Linked DNA regions of Sus scrofa: region 2 is linked to region 1. Evidence: chromatin contacts called from public HiChIP or PLAC-seq data. All regions are on one chromosome and are shown on one strand. The core of a region is the stretch at or near the end of the contact, and the rest is flanking DNA. Distances in the headings are between cores, read along the strand shown.

Region 1 (2,700 bases), core at 24-2,523:
ATGGGGCGGGGTGGACCCGGGCAGGTCAATGGACCTCTGCTCTCCTCACCCCAAAACGCTTTTGCGAAGATCGAAGGAGGCGCTCAGTACAGGAACGCTAGGCTGTCAGACTCGGTCTCTCTACGAATGCGCTCTGTGACCTGGAGCATATAAGTCCCTCTCTGAGCCTCAGTTTCCCATATCAGTAAAACGAGAGGAGTAACTTAAACTCCCCCAAATTCCTCCTAACTCAGGCACTGAATAGACAAAGGTTAAATCAAGCAGCTGCTGGGGGCTATTAGCATTTCGATAAGAGCAGAAATGAAATGCTAGGGGAAAGCCGGCAGACAAACCTCAAAGTAAATGTACCCGAGTCTGGGGCCCACTCGGTCTTCGCGGATTCATCGCCCAAATGCCCGCGAAGGAGGCGGGGGAGACCCGAGCCACCCTGCCCGGGACTCACTTCGGCTGTCGAACGGCAAGAGCTTGGGGACAGGGTCTCGCGTGGTCAGAGGGCTGCGACTCAGCTGGAAAAGGACATCCGGGGGCGCGGCGGGAGGCGCAAGCCAGGAGGCGCCGCCAAGAGAGGTGGGCACCCAGCCCGCAGAGTGGGCTGGGGGTCCGAGTGCACCGGGTGCTCAGAGGGATTGGGAAAGGAACCACCCCAGAGGGGCCGGGAGACCACCGCGCCCGCTACGCTCCTTACTTGGGGCTTGAGCTCGCAGTTGGCGTAGGCGGGGGCGCTGAGCGCAGGGGCTGCGCTCGCCGGCAGGAGGCAGAGGGCGGGCAGTAGGCAGAGGGTGGGCTGCAGGAACCAGCTTCAGGGGCTCATCCTTCTCTCCGCAGTTCCGAAGCCCGGAGAGCAGAAGGAAGAGGGTAGGCAGCAGTGGCCGCCAGGCCCGGCTAGCCACTCGCTGTGGAGCGGCGGACTCGCCGGGCGCCCGCCATGGCTCACGGGCCTCGAGGGGCCGGGGGCGCTTGTTAGTGGCCCCGCGCCTCTCGCCCGCTAGTTCCGGCAGCCTTCGGTCGGAGGCCCTGCGAGTCCCTCGGCTGCGGCGGCGGCGGCCACGTAGGGTCGACCCCGAACCCGACCCCGCCCAACCCCTCCGCCGCCCGTCGGCCCCGCGCTGAGGTGGCCGCGGGAACGCCGGCCACCGGTTCTCCCGCCCAAACCCTGTCCCGGCCACCGGCCACTTCGTCAGCCGGCCCGAAGGGCAGAGGGGGGGGGCCCCAGGACAGTCTTCTAAATTCTGCGGAAAATCGTACTGGCTACTGTCTTTACGTCTGCGTTCATGTTGCCAAGACTCTTGATGGACAGACCAAAAAAATAAATGAACGTCTATTTTAAATGGCAAGTTTTTTAATACAATTGGAAATTTTGTCAGTAAAAGAGGGGAGTAGTCCGTGTGTGCATTCACTTAAAATCGGGAACCACAGAAGCCAGGCACTCCATTAGCTGCCCTCTTAAAGGGATTGGGGGAGTTAACTGGAAGGATGTTAACAGCGAACTCGAAGGTTGACTGCAAAGATTAAATGACTTTTTGGAAAATCACCTCGGGTGACGCAGAGTAAGTCTGCAAAATGCAGTAGGTCTCATTCAGCTCCCTAAGGGACTTTTCACAGCAGGGACCCTTCAGGAAGAAAAAAAAATGATAAAAGCGACTAGCTGTGCCGGGCCTCCCCCACCCAAAGCCCGGGTTCGCTCCACCACCTCCGTTTACAGCCTAGCCTCGTGCGTGTTTAACCTCCGAGCGGGGTTTAACGGAGCATTCGTAGGCAGGGTACCTTAATTGTTTTAAATCCCGATAATTTGGGGAATTTGAAGGAAACTTTGGTTAGGGGGTGGGAGAGAGTGGCTCGGATTTGCACACAATGGGAGGAGGGGTTTCCTGAGCCTCCAAGGCCCAGGTTTTAAAAGGCACGTTTTTCAAGCTTTGTTTCCACAGCGGCGGGGGCGGGGGTGGGGGTGGGTGTTAAGGCTTCAGGAGGGAAAAGGAAAGTGTGTGTGTGTGTCTGTGTGTGTGTGTGTGTCTGTGTGTGTGTGTGTGTGTGTGTCTGTGTGTGTGTGTCTGAAATCTCTTCTTCCTGTTGTAGATTCGAGTGAGGATTTGCTTTCTGGTGTTGCCTCGCTCCATTCTTGAAATGACTCATTCTTTTCATGCCTGCGGCAATCATTGGTCCCCCAGCGGACCCCCGAATGCAGCCTGTCGGGATTCTCAAGGGGCCAGCGCTGCCACCTACTGGCAAAAAAAAAAAAAAATTCTCTGTGCGATGCAAGCATGAACTCAAAAGGAAGTAATTGACTATAATTTCACACTCTTTCCCCCACTTAAATGAATTCTCACCCAGTCAGCTGTGGCTAAAGGATAGAGGGGGCGGAATAATACGTGGAAAACATGACTGAGCTTATTAATTTTCTCTTATTGTATCTTTTCTATTACTTTGATTTCTGCTTTTACCTTTATTATTTCTTTCTACTTTCTTTGGGTTTACTTGGCTCTTTTTCTAGCTTCTGAAGGTGGAAACTTAGATCATTGACTTTTTAACTTTCCTATTTTCTTTCCCTTTTTTTTTTTTTTTTGTATTTTTAGGGCACCACCACAGGCATATAGAGGTTCCCAAGCCAGAGGTCAAATCAGAGCTGTAGCCACCAGCCTACACCACAGCCACAGCAACACAGGATCTGAGCCGTGTCTTCGACCTACACCACAGCTCACCGCA
Region 2 (2,700 bases), core at 170-2,669, 340 kb before region 1:
ACCTCTGAGGCAAAGATTCAGAAACTCAAACAAGCAAGATGCCAGAAGATAAAGACGTGGGTATAACCAATCCCTTTTCTCTTTCTGCCTACAACACCCTCAATTATTTTTTTAAGCTACATAATAAAAATCTCCAGAAAACTTTCTTCCTACTTACCAAAGTTTAGCCTCAAGTGATCTGGTAGCTAAGCATAGCTATAGAGTGTACAGTCATAGCCGTACACTTTTAGAATGCAGTATTCTCAGTAAATTGTCTCATCCAATATTCAGCACAGCAATAAGATGACAAGCAAAGTAGAAGAAAGAGAAAGAGAAGAAAACTTTGGTTAAGTGCCTGTTACACCCCAAGTGCTTTATATAAAGTGTTTCATTTTTTCTGCATAGTGAACCCAGATCATCCTGTACTTCATTTCTAGGATGCACATTTTCTTTCACTTTTTAACATTCTTTAAATCAGGATGCAACGGACAACCAATGGTGTGTCACAATTTTAATCAGCAACCATTTTCCACCATTAGTGGCGGACAAATCAACAGTGCATCTTACAAGTGATGGTATCTCTGGGTCACTAAAATATGGTGTTATTTTCCTGGGATTTGAAAGAGAAATGGAGAAACAGATTTAGAAACATGCCTCTGAGTTACTACATAGACCGTATAGACTAGCCAGACTTCAAACTTGATGTGGCTGATTCCAAAGTCTTTTCCTACACAACCTACCTAACAACCACTGAGACTTTGAACAAGAATTTTCAATAGTCAGCATTACCAGCAAGCGTGGGTATTAAGTTTTCAGGAACTGAAGGATTCACACCGCGTGGTGGAGATATAACTTGGTTAAGGTCCCAGCCTAAGCTTCTAGTTTTATGTGCTGTGCGGACTCCCGGTGCAGAACCCACCCTAAAATCTACTGAAAAGGACAATTACAGATGTAGGACCCGCCGCACAAAGCTCAGCTTCACCCTCCAATTTCCTACTGATCTCCTACTCCTACCTCTCAACCCACTCACCCTTCCAGCTGAGCTCATCCTAGACCACCTCTCCAAAAGAACAATTCTAGATGCAGCCCTCATCCCACCACTCAGCACCGCGGGATCATGGGCGTGCTCCCCGGTCTGCAGGGCTCCCAGACCCGAATCCTGGCTCAGTAACTCTATGTCCCCACCCGAAACATCCAGCAAAGCTCCCTCCATTGCAAAGGGTCGCGGATTTGGGCCCCCGCCGAGGTCCCGCCCCGGAGGGCCCAGCCCCGGCCTAGACCGGGGCGCGGGTCCAACGAGGCCGGGAAGCCGCGGAGGCTCGGAAAGAGCGCCCCAACCGGACTCACAGAGGAAGGAGCGCGAGAGGAGGCGGGCGGCGGCAAGGCCGCTGCTGCCAGAGGCCATGGTGGCGGCGGCCGGGGCGGCGACGAGGCCTGCGGTCATCCGCCAATGACACTCCTAGGCCCCCTGGAATCGGCAGGGGCCGAGGCGCGAGAAGGAAGAGGGTGGCCAGAGCATTTGCCGGTATAAATTTCTCTCTGCAGAGGCCTCTTTACATACACTCCGCCTCCGAAGGTGGAGAAGAAACAGCCATCCTAATGCAGACGTGTACAATAACTCGGCTTTTCTCTGGAAACGTGGATTTGATTCTATATTAATTGTAACGGCAGCTCAGGGGAAACCCCACTGAAGCTGGACGGCGCAAGATGTTGTGGGAAATGTAGTTCGATGGCTACAGCTTGTTAGTGGTTTAGGGGGACCTTACGGAAGGGAAGGGGAAAGGAGAGAGTCAAGGGGGAGGGCTGTCAAAAGGAGTGAGGAAACAGTGAGGCTGAAATAGGAGTTTTAACTAAGAAACCCCCCCCCCCCCATCTTGGCTAGAAAGACAGCTGCAAGCCTTTCCAGCTAGGCTCTGCCTCATACCACCTTTCTTGTAATAATGTAGCAACTGTGTGCCCTATGTCCAAGTCCGCAGCCCTGCTAATCCTGTAGCTAGCATTGCTTATCAGTTCTGCTTCTGTAACCTTGCTTGCTCAGTTTCTTAGGGAGGAACACTGCTTGTGGAAGGGGGGAGGGCCGGGATGCTTACATGGGAAATTCAAGACCTTATAATGTATAAAATTTGCTGAGAACAAAGACCTGGTGCTCAGACTCTGGAGGTGACTCATCTGAGCCCACACTGGTGCTGAATAAACCTTGCTTTTCCGTATCTCTGAGTGCCGTTTGTCTCCTTCCACTGCCACGGTTTTTGCAGTTTCTGCAACAAGGGAGGTGAAAATTGCTGTGCAGGAGTTCCCGTCTTGGCGCAGTGGTTAACGAATCCGACTAGGAACCATGAGGTGGCGGTTCCGTCCCTGCCCTTGCTCAGTGGGTTAACGATCCGTTGTTGCCATGAGCTGTGGTGTAGATTGCAGACCCGGCTCGGATCCCGATTGCTGTGGCTCTGGCGTAGGCTGGCAGCTACAGCTCCGATTAGACCCCTATCCTGGGAACCTCCATATGCCGCAGGAGTGGCTCACATAAAGGCAAAAAGACAAAAAAAAAAAAAAAAATGCTGTGCAGAACCTTCCATGTCTCTTCTAAAGCCCAGGTGCAGACCTCTCATCATTTCCCCATCTACCATATGGAGAGGGGGAAACTCCTTACCGCCTTCCTTTGTGAAGACCAGAAAAATTACAGAAGTGAATCTGAACTCTGTAGTGAAGATAAGGATATGACAG

Evidence for each region. HiChIP or PLAC-seq counts read pairs in DNA pulled down with a chosen protein or histone mark.
Region 2: a contact with region 1 is called in an H3K27ac HiChIP or PLAC-seq map of alveolar macrophages. The contact joins the promoter of SUCLG1 here to the promoter of TRABD2A in region 1. A contact is called at or near these places in 2 of 5 promoter capture datasets (fetal skeletal muscle and liver), 1 of 47 Hi-C or Micro-C datasets (liver) and 1 of 2 datasets of contacts at active chromatin or transcription factors (alveolar macrophages).

What each region holds. Positions count from the first base shown.
Region 1 is chr3:59,805,043-59,807,742 of Sscrofa11.1, reverse strand. TRABD2A (metalloprotease TIKI1) reads right to left here and starts at 1,273. Exons shown (of 13, transcript XM_021088400.1): 1 at 1,262-1,273; 2 at 879-1,172; 3 at 686-784. The coding sequence starts at 1,273.
Region 2 is chr3:60,141,160-60,143,859 of Sscrofa11.1, reverse strand. It overlaps SUCLG1 (succinate-CoA ligase alpha subunit), which reads right to left and starts at 1,419. Exons shown (of 9, transcript NM_214409.2): 1 at 1,327-1,419. The coding sequence starts at 1,384.